Regions from separate parts of the Mus musculus genome. Here regions 1 and 3 are each linked to region 2. A link is a contact called in public Hi-C data. All regions are on one chromosome and are shown on one strand. The core of a region is the stretch at or near the end of the contact, and the rest is flanking DNA. Distances in the headings are between cores, read along the strand shown. Region 1 has its middle 18 kb from the start of Bhlhe41. Region 2 overlaps Itpr2 (inositol 1,4,5-triphosphate receptor 2). Region 3 has its middle 3.2 kb from the start of Gm32675.

Region 1 (3,042 bases), core at 368-2,867, 350 kb after region 2:
CAAAACTTAGACATATGCTCCACATCGAATACTATTTCCAAAATGTTAAGTTTTGGGACTTGTTACTTTAATACTAACTTTAACAAACAACATATATTGAGTGCAAATTATATGACAGACACCAGCATGCAGTGGCTTCTTCTAGTGTCACGAGACACTTAAAAGTTCAGTGTCGAATGGGGAGAGAGAGAAGTAAGGGCTTGTCTGGCTGTGTCAGGTCATATGGAAACACAGTAGCACATATGTCCTGTTTGAAGGAGCATCTCCATTCCTCTTCTGGAGTATCTTCCTGCCTTTGTCTCTTCACAGCCTCTATGCTACATATTGTTTTTTTATTTTTGTTACAAGATTTCTTGACTGAACCAGTGCTCAAGCATTACTGCTTCCAGAAACCTTCAGAATTAAGACACCCCCCTCCACCCCAACAGCCACTTGTTACTTTGTTTTGTTTGTTTTTGTTGACATGGGTCTCCTGTAGCTAAGACTGGCCCTGAACACCTGATCCCTTTGCCTGTATCTCCCAAGTACTGGGATAACAAGAGTGTACCCCCACAACATGTACTGTAAATTTACTTCAAGTTTTAGGAGCACCCTAAGAAAGACAGTTAAACCCTTCCAGCCTGAGATCCTTGCTCTGTGCTCTTGGTTGCATGGTAAAGCCTGGAAGTTTTAGTCTTACACTTGGAAGTTTTATTCTTACAAACCATTTAGATTTATAAGGTTGTAACTAAAACTATGCCTTTGAATACAAATTTTTGGTCAAATCCTAAAAGGTTTACACTTACTGAGAAGTCGATTTAACATTCATCACACCTTTCTGTGGCTGGTAACTTCCCTGACCATGTGGTGGAAACGGAACCTTCATACACTTCTGGCAAGAATGCAGTGGGGGCTGAAGCCCTTTCGCAAAGCTGTCTGTCCCTCAGTTACTATGTAACTAGCATCTGCCCCAGCCCACATCCTAGAGAACTGAAAGCAAGTGCACACAGCCTCATGCCTGGTGCTCAGAATGTCATTCATGAGCGCTCAAAAGAACATGCCCTGGCTAGCAAACACAGAAGTGGATGCTCACAGTCAGCTAATGGATGGATCACAGGGCTCCCAATGGAGGAGCTAGAGAAAGTACCCAAGGAGCTAAAGGGATCTGCAACCCTATAGGTGGAACAACATTATGAACTAACCAGTACCCCGGAGCTCTTGACTCTAGCTGCATATGTATCAAAAGATGGCCTAGTCGGCCATCACTGGAAAGAGAGGCCCATTGGACACGCAAACTTTATATGCCCCAGTACAGGGGAACGCCAGGGCCAAAAAGGGGGAGTGGGTGGGTAGGGGAGTGGGGGTGGGTGGGTATGGGGGACTTTTGATATAGCATTGGAAATGTAAATGAGCTAAATACCTAATAAAAAATGAAAAAAAAAAAAAAAAAGAACATGCCCTGGATTCTATCAACTGCTAAGTGGGCAAATAAAAGTGCCATAGTCATGCAATGCAATGTGGTTTAGCAGTAAAAAAAAAAAAACTAGTAAAATATTGTATGCTATTGCAAGGATTAACCCTGAAAACAGGAAATGAACTCAACTGTAGAGAGCAATGACTCACATGGTTCTGTGCACATGAGATATCCAAATGGGTAACTCCACAGAAACAGAGAGTAGGTGGGTCACTAAAAGTTACACCAGTATACATTAGCTGAAACGATAGATGAAAGTGTCTTGGTGTGGTGCTACAGAAGTGATTATCTGTGAATGACCCTCTTCCTCAGCCTTCCAAGTATGGGATCCCAGGTTCACAGCAGCACATCTGGCTCTAAGACGTAGTTTTAGTGAGTATTTAGACTATTAGTAGCATACCCATTCAAATTTGATAATATATTAATATATGATCACAGAGTAAAAATTTAGTCATGTAGAAATTAAAAGCTACTCCACCACAAACAGTAGCCCCATTCTGTGAGGTCATCTAGTCTTTCTACAAATATTTACTGGGCTCCGGTCTGTCTTCAAGAGTCAGGAGTCAATAAGGCTCGCTTCCGTCTGCTCCTGCTTTGTGTTGCTACAGAACAGGGGAAACACCTCTGTGCTTGAGACACTACACAGGAGGAGAGCTACATTTCAGAGGTCCTGGGTCTCAATGCCACAGGGCCAATGAGAGAGAATAAAGCCCATCTCTCACCTCACAAGAAGGATCACTGTGGCCTCGGTGGTGTAGCTCCCCTAGTTTAGCTGCTGGGAGCTCTTGGGTTTCTTTTGTTCTGTTGGTTTCAGTTGTTCCTGCCTCAGAGCCTGGAGGCCTAGGCTGATCTTCACGCAGTCTCAGCCTCCAGGTGACAATATTACCCTCATTCAACATTTGTCCAAATCAGAGAATTGTGCTGTAAAGTCCATTCAATATCATACCCTGCATTTCACAAGCCAGCACTCCAGGTGTTTCTAACTCTTGTAGCTGATGACGATCAGGTAAATTCCACACCAAGCCAAGGAAGTGTCTCTTCTGCTTCCTCCCTGCCTGTAATCCCCCACCTCCACTTTCACTGATACATTGTTGGTAGAGAGTCTCTTGCAAGTATTTACACTATGAAAATTGGCAGAAACTTCAGGGGTTGGTTTTCTTGGTTATTAGGCCAGAGAAATCATGTGTCATGTTGATTGTACTTAGCACTGTGTCGCATCGGAACTTTGCATTGTGAGTAACACACAAGAAAGCAGAAAAACCATTTCCCATTGTGTGAGAGTTGTTACTAATTGCTCCTGTATTTAACAAATGACTAAGGTTATTTTAAAAAGTCTTTTCTCCGTAGTACTTTCACCTTAATCACTAAAATAAACAAAAGTCTCAACCAACTTTCATGTTGGAATTACATTTATGAATTAATTGCAACTGTAGGCTGGCAAAGGATACAGGGTCAGCAGAAATCAATAAAACCATTCACTGAGAATTAATCAGCTTCATGGAATTTATGTGAGCAATGCATATTTTATTATTGCACATCACTGTATGTGTTTTCTACACATCTTTCAGACTGCACATACAGACATGCTT
Region 2 (2,880 bases), core at 143-2,642:
CATCACGATATCTCCACCACCACATTTCCTCTCAGATGGATGGACTAGGGCTGCCTTCAAACTTTGACTACCTCTCTGGCGTTTTTGTATGCCCCGCCTATGGCAGACACCATGGCAAAGGCACACGGAGAGAGCAATTGTGATTGGCCTGGTTGAGGGAGCATGGAATGCTCCCCTGAAGAGTTTGCCTCCAAGATAGACACTCGCCCTTGCCAGCCAGCTTCGCAGTGCCACTGTAGCTAGCATAGCCGGGAAACGGTTTTATTAATGAATTACAGTGACTGGTGGAGGTTTCCACAGTGGGTCCTGCCTAGGATTAGAATAGGGTCCATGTTGATGAGATGTTCCCGAATGAATGGTGGGGGAATGTGGCTCATTGGGACGAGCTGACCGCAGCTTAGATCTAGCTTCTGTAGGGTGTGCCTGCCAGCTAGTTCTCATCAATAGACCCTGACAGTGTGGGGCGTGGATGAGCAAAATAGATAGAATAATATCTGGCTTTCTGTTAACCATGAAAGTGTGGCTCAAGCACTCCCTTAGAGAACCTTTTCTTTCACAGTAGCGGTAAGAAGAACAAATAGCAAAAAATCAAAATAAATAAATAGATAGCTACAAATGCATTAAAACAAGAACCCTCTCTCCCTCTATTTCTCTTTGGGTTCTTTCCCTAGCCTTAGTCCCCAAAGGAAGTGCACCAATAACAGTTTTTTTTCTAGAAAATTCTGTGCACATATAAACATCAGTTTGTGCCTATAAGCCTAATTTCTGTTCAAGAGAATATACGTTCTATAGTGTCTGCTTTTTCGTTTAGTCATTTTTTTTAACATTACTATAGTACTTATTGCTTGGTAATGCTTATCACACACATGGAAGCATTTCCTAAGAGCCACACCCATCACACTGCCAGCAGGGGTAAGGCTCCAGCTTTTGCTAGCCCCTGTCTGTGCTAACCGGCAGTGAGCAGTGAATCTCTTTAGTGTGCAGGTGCAGAGATGGAGGACTGCTTGCCGAAATGCTTGAGAGAGCTTTCATGTTGCTCCTCCTATGATCCTACCCCGACTGCACCGTGACAGGCAGGCTTGTCAGGGATGCTTCGCATGGAAGTTGGACTCCGCCTCCACGAACAGTCTGTTTCCCTTCTCCTTTCTCCTTCTCACACTTGTTTCTGCCCTCTGTAGATTTCCAGTGAGGACAGCAGGGCAGTGTTTAGTGTGACTTGTTTGGCTGAATACTTTTGCTAGGTCTCGAAGGGGAGGGCATCAACGTTTAAACATTATTCAATTTTAAATTATTTTAAAGTTATCTTGAAAAACAATGAGTCTCATTATGGCATTTTCATGCACATCATTATGCTTAGTCATAGTCACACCCATTATGCCCCTCATTACTTCTCTCTTCTGCTGGTCACCTTCCTGCCCCCAGTTGTCTCACTGTCTTATAAAGAATAATTGAATTCTATACTGGCAAGGAATCTCTCTCTCTCTCTCTCTCTCTCTCTCTCTCTCCCTCTCCCTCTCCCTCTTTCTTTCTCTGTCTCTTACACACACACACACACACACACACACACACACACACCCACCCACACACACACAGAAGCTAAACCTGACCCTTTTCCCCCGTGTTTTGCTTTCAGTCCTTCAGCTGTATTTGATTTCCCCTTGCAGAACTTCTTGAGGAACCAGAACAACAAAACAAACTACAACCTTGTCTGTGAAACGCTTCAGTTCCTGGACTGTATCTGCGGAAGTACCACAGGGGGTCTAGGCCTGCTGGGGCTCTACATCAATGAGAGGAATGTAGCTCTGGTCAACCAGACTCTGGAGAGCTTGACCGAGTACTGCCAAGGCCCGTGCCACGAGAACCAGGTAACCAGAGAGTAGCGCTGCCTGAGCCATGACTCAGAAGCAGCATGCCGGGTGAGGCACAGAGCCCACCTCACATGCTGGTGAAGCCTCGTTGCTTGTTCTGCTTGGTGTGGCTGCTTTTCTCAAAGAACATACAAAGGCCGAGGTGTAGACTAGCACATAGTAGGCTACATTTTAAATTGCATTATAAAAGAAAGTTCCCGTGAAAATATTTAAGATAAAAAGAGTTACTGAAAGAAGGGTAAGATTGTATTTCTTCCCAATGTTGAGTTTTTCTCTGTATCTCCAGCTGTGTGGAGTTAACTCGCTGTGGCTTTGGCTCCAATGCAGTGTGTACATGTTGTGGGGTATAATATCCATGTTACACATATGCTTGGTTAGCTTATGAAGTGGGTCTCATGGCTGTCATCTTGCTGATAAACAGCTTCAGACTCAGAGATCAGCTCAGAGATGGCAGCACTCTGAGACACTGCAAAAACAGAAAAGCTACAGACTTTCAGAACCCAAACAATGAGCCATTTTGATTTCGGTGCACATGCACATGTGAGAGACCCGACGTTCATCCTGGTCCCCAGAGTGTTTTGCTTTGCTCTAAGGACACACTGTGGGAGATGACAGGACAGGAGATGTAGGGAAGAAAGGCATCTTGTAATGTTTCTTACCAGTGTTTAGTATTCAGAAAACACCTGGAGCGGGCAAGGTTCAGGGGCAGAGGCTCCATGTCATACATTTCTGGACATAAAATTTAAAGGTGTGATTGATACCAAACATCAATGGTTGCTCTAGGAAGAAGATGTGAAAAAGTCAGCTTTTCTATTGCAGATCATATGACTGTCCACACACACACATGCAGTGCCTGTGTACACACATATACACGATATACACACACCTGTGTGTTCATTTGATGCAAACACATTGACCGTTATCATAACGGTATTGTTTTCTTCTCTGTGTTTATGACAGTGAGTTTGTACATGTTTTCCCTTTATTTTCAAGATCACATTTTAGTTTCCTA
Region 3 (2,852 bases), core at 330-2,829, 320 kb after region 2:
CATTCTCATCTCCCACACAACCCAGCCCACTCTGCTAGGAGCAGCTGCCACTGAATCACATCTGGCCCTGTCCATAGCCATGCTTCTAGCCACACTCCTGTAATGCCAATGAACTCACTGCTTCACCAAGCTACACTTGTATGGATTCATTTCTTTGGTCTATCATGGTACATCTGGAATGAACAGAGATTTGCTCACATGTCTCCTTGTGATTAATTTCATTTTTATGTGTATTTCTGGGCTTTTTTTTTTTGTTTTTGATTTGAGGTAGAGTGCCACCCCACAACTCTGACAGACCTGGTTCTCAGTATGTAGCTCAAACTGGCCTCAAATTCATGGTAATCCCTGTGCCTCAGCCTTCCTACAGCTCAGATTCCAGCTATCCTGATATGTTTTAAAACACTCAGACAGCAGTGGCAATGAACTTAAAGGTTCCCGCTGACAGAACAGCAGCAGTTTCCTGGGTGTGAGGATGAGAGGGAGAGGGCTGAGGAGCAGGGTCGTATCTAAGCTCTGAAGGCAAGTTGAGAGAGAGAGAGAGAGAGAGAGAGAGAGAGAGAGAGAGAGAGAGCTGTTATTGCTCAGACGGTACAAGCCCTGGTAAATAAACTTGTTTATATTTGTTGAGTGAAGAGACAAGAGACAGTCTTTCATGCCTACTGGTTCCCAGGATTAGTCGGAGAAAAGCTGGGGGGCTGTAGGAAGTGTGTTTTCCCTCCTTAAAAACACAGGCAGTAAAGGATGGGATAAAGATGACCTTTCTCAGGGCTTCATGGTGACAGCCCTGCCCCCCCCCCCCATACTTTCATTCTTTTCAGACACTTGATTTTTTTTCTAATCTTTTATAATATGGTTTTTGGAGAAAAAAAAATATCAGCTCAAGACCAAGTTCTCAGCACCAAGGAGATGTATTTGCTCCAGAGGGACAGCGGGCAGGGAATAAGAGACAAAGACAGGAGATACAGGATGAGGGAGAAGGGGAAGGGAACACAGGAGAGGGGGAGGGGTACTTGTCTTGGGGGACAAAGGACTGCCTCTGAATAGAGAGGAGACAGAGGTATCTCACAGGAAAATGACAGCTTATAAAGGTACAAGGGTAACCCACATTAGGATGGGGTGTTTAATTTTAAATCAGGCACATTAATTAGGTGAGCCAAAGGGGTCTTTTGATTGCTGAACTTCAATACTTTGATAGCTGGACCTTGGAAGTCAGCCTCAGGAGGGGGAGGAAGTGGCCAAATAAGGGAACAGACCTTGGTGGCTAGCCTTAGGAATGTAACCTAACAGTTTAGCAAGACAGAGGGAATGGGGGAGAAGGGCAAGGCCTGCCAGAGCCATGCTCAAGCTGGCCAGAGTCCCTTCAGCTTTCAATATGTAAATAGCATAAATATACAGGAAAAAAGAATAAAGACAAAGATGAGTGGGAATTTAGAGACAATCCACAGCAAACCTTGAGTTTGTAGGGTAAAAAGTCCAAGCTCACTTTCAGGTTTTGAAAACCCACCAATCCCTGGGCTCACCCCAAGCTTAGGACTTAAAAACCCACCAATCAGCTCTCTGGAAACCTTCACCTTAGAAAGCTCCTCCCCCAAGAAACCTTATATAAGCCTTCCTCCCACTCAGTTCTCTGCAGCTAGTCTTGTGTGAGGTTTGTTGTCTGATGTGACTTTGTTGTATTCCTTGGCTCCCAGTTGCCAGGATACCTTTCCCTTCAGAGCTGCAACACTTACATTCGGGAAACCTTTCCTTTCAGAGCTGTAACACAGTAACCGTCTCCACACTGGTAGGTTCTCAAGGCCTTGAGGAATCCCAGGTTATTGAATGTTTGGAGAGAGTTCACACAGATACACTGTTTCAGCCACAGCCGACCCTGCCTTAAGTACCCCACAAAGCACAAAGCACATTGTTTGGCCTTGCCTTTTGACACAGCTCAGAGGCACAAGCTCCCCTGCAGAGGTCCAGGTAGGAAACACTACTAGCTGGCTACATAGTCTCCCCACACTGACATGGCACTGATCATATACTTCAGTGGGGCCCTTAGCAGTGTGTCAATGAATGATGTCATATATTAAAATAAAATTTGATACATAATGAGATTTGAATTTTCTTCTGATATGTCATGAAATGTAACTCATTTTTAATTTTCTTTTTCTAGCTCCTAAAAATGTAAAAATCTTTCTTGCTCACACACTGGACTTTCAAAAGTAGGCAACAGGCCCTGAGGCCAGTAGCTTGCTGCACCCCCCCACACACACACACACACTCACACACACACACACTCCAGAGTGTAGGGTTAACTGACTTAAAGGCTGAGAGGCTCTGGGGTGTCCCTGTCGATCCTCTGCTGGTAGCATTGATGTTTACCTCCAACCGGGCTTCCTAGTTCCTTATTTCTGGGTTTGGGCAGTTATACAGAGTAGATGAACAGCTTTGACTATGGAAACACTTAGTTTTTAACGAACTGTGCAAAGGAATCGCCCTTGAAGCTCAACATATGTGGCTAGTAACCATATTCTGTGTCCCCCAAGTATGTGCCTGCCTGGCATTTGCAATCCTGTGTATATGCCTCTGTGTATCTGTCTGAGTATGTGTGTCTCTGTGTGTGCCTGTGTGTGTGAGCCTGTGTGTGTATCCCTGTGTGTGTGTCTATGAATGTGTACATGAGTGTATGTGCCTGGTATGTGCACAAACCTATGTGTGTGCCCCTCTCTTCCTTCCTTCCTTCCTTCCTTCCTTCCTTCCTTCCTTCCTCCCTCCTCCCTTCCTCCCTTCTTCTCTCTCTCTCTCTCTCTCTCTCTCTCTCTCTCTCTCTCTCTCTCTCTCTGTGTATGCCTGGACATGTGTGCCTGTGT

The links. Hi-C and Micro-C count contacts between places; a contact is called where the count stands out from the background.
Region 1: a contact with region 2 is called in a Hi-C map of bone marrow-derived macrophages, with 16 read pairs. The contact joins two enhancer-like sites. A contact is called at or near these places in 12 of 39 promoter capture datasets (the 3T3-L1 cell line, 3T3-L1-derived adipocytes, the C10 cell line and 7 more), 2 of 484 Hi-C or Micro-C datasets (bone marrow-derived macrophages and nephron progenitors), 2 of 115 datasets of contacts at active chromatin or transcription factors (large pre-B cells and microglia) and 2 of 9 other capture datasets (adipose tissue and pancreatic islet).
Region 3: a contact with region 2 is called in a Hi-C map of bone marrow-derived macrophages, with 20 read pairs. The contact joins two enhancer-like sites. A contact is called at or near these places in 1 of 484 Hi-C or Micro-C datasets (bone marrow-derived macrophages), 1 of 115 datasets of contacts at active chromatin or transcription factors (bone marrow-derived macrophages) and 2 of 9 other capture datasets (adipose tissue and liver).

The regions. Positions count from the first base shown.
Region 1 is chr6:145,881,741-145,884,782 of GRCm38.p6, reverse strand. No RefSeq gene overlaps it. Among named protein-coding and RNA genes, the nearest start is that of Bhlhe41, 18 kb to the right of the region's middle. Within about 2 kb of position 1,617, at least 64 of the 459 cell types and tissues checked have an H3K27ac peak or open chromatin away from gene starts, as enhancers often do. A contact at or near this core is called in the HPC-7 cell line and bone marrow-derived macrophages, where this site is marked.
Region 2 is chr6:146,228,678-146,231,557 of GRCm38.p6, reverse strand. It overlaps Itpr2 (inositol 1,4,5-triphosphate receptor 2), which reads left to right. Exons shown (of 57, transcript NM_019923.4): 42 at 1,665-1,865. It overlaps Gm35596 (a long non-coding RNA gene), which reads right to left. Exons shown (of 5, transcript XR_378174.4): 3 at 2,528-2,647. Among named protein-coding and RNA genes, the nearest start is that of Gm35596, 10 kb to the right of the region's middle. Within about 2 kb of position 1,392, at least 26 of the 459 cell types and tissues checked have an H3K27ac peak or open chromatin away from gene starts, as enhancers often do. A contact at or near this core is called in the HPC-7 cell line and bone marrow-derived macrophages, where this site is marked.
Region 3 is chr6:145,909,653-145,912,504 of GRCm38.p6, reverse strand. No RefSeq gene overlaps it. Among named protein-coding and RNA genes, the nearest start is that of Gm32675, 3.2 kb to the left of the region's middle. Within about 2 kb of position 1,579, at least 25 of the 459 cell types and tissues checked have an H3K27ac peak or open chromatin away from gene starts, as enhancers often do. A contact at or near this core is called in bone marrow-derived macrophages, where this site is marked.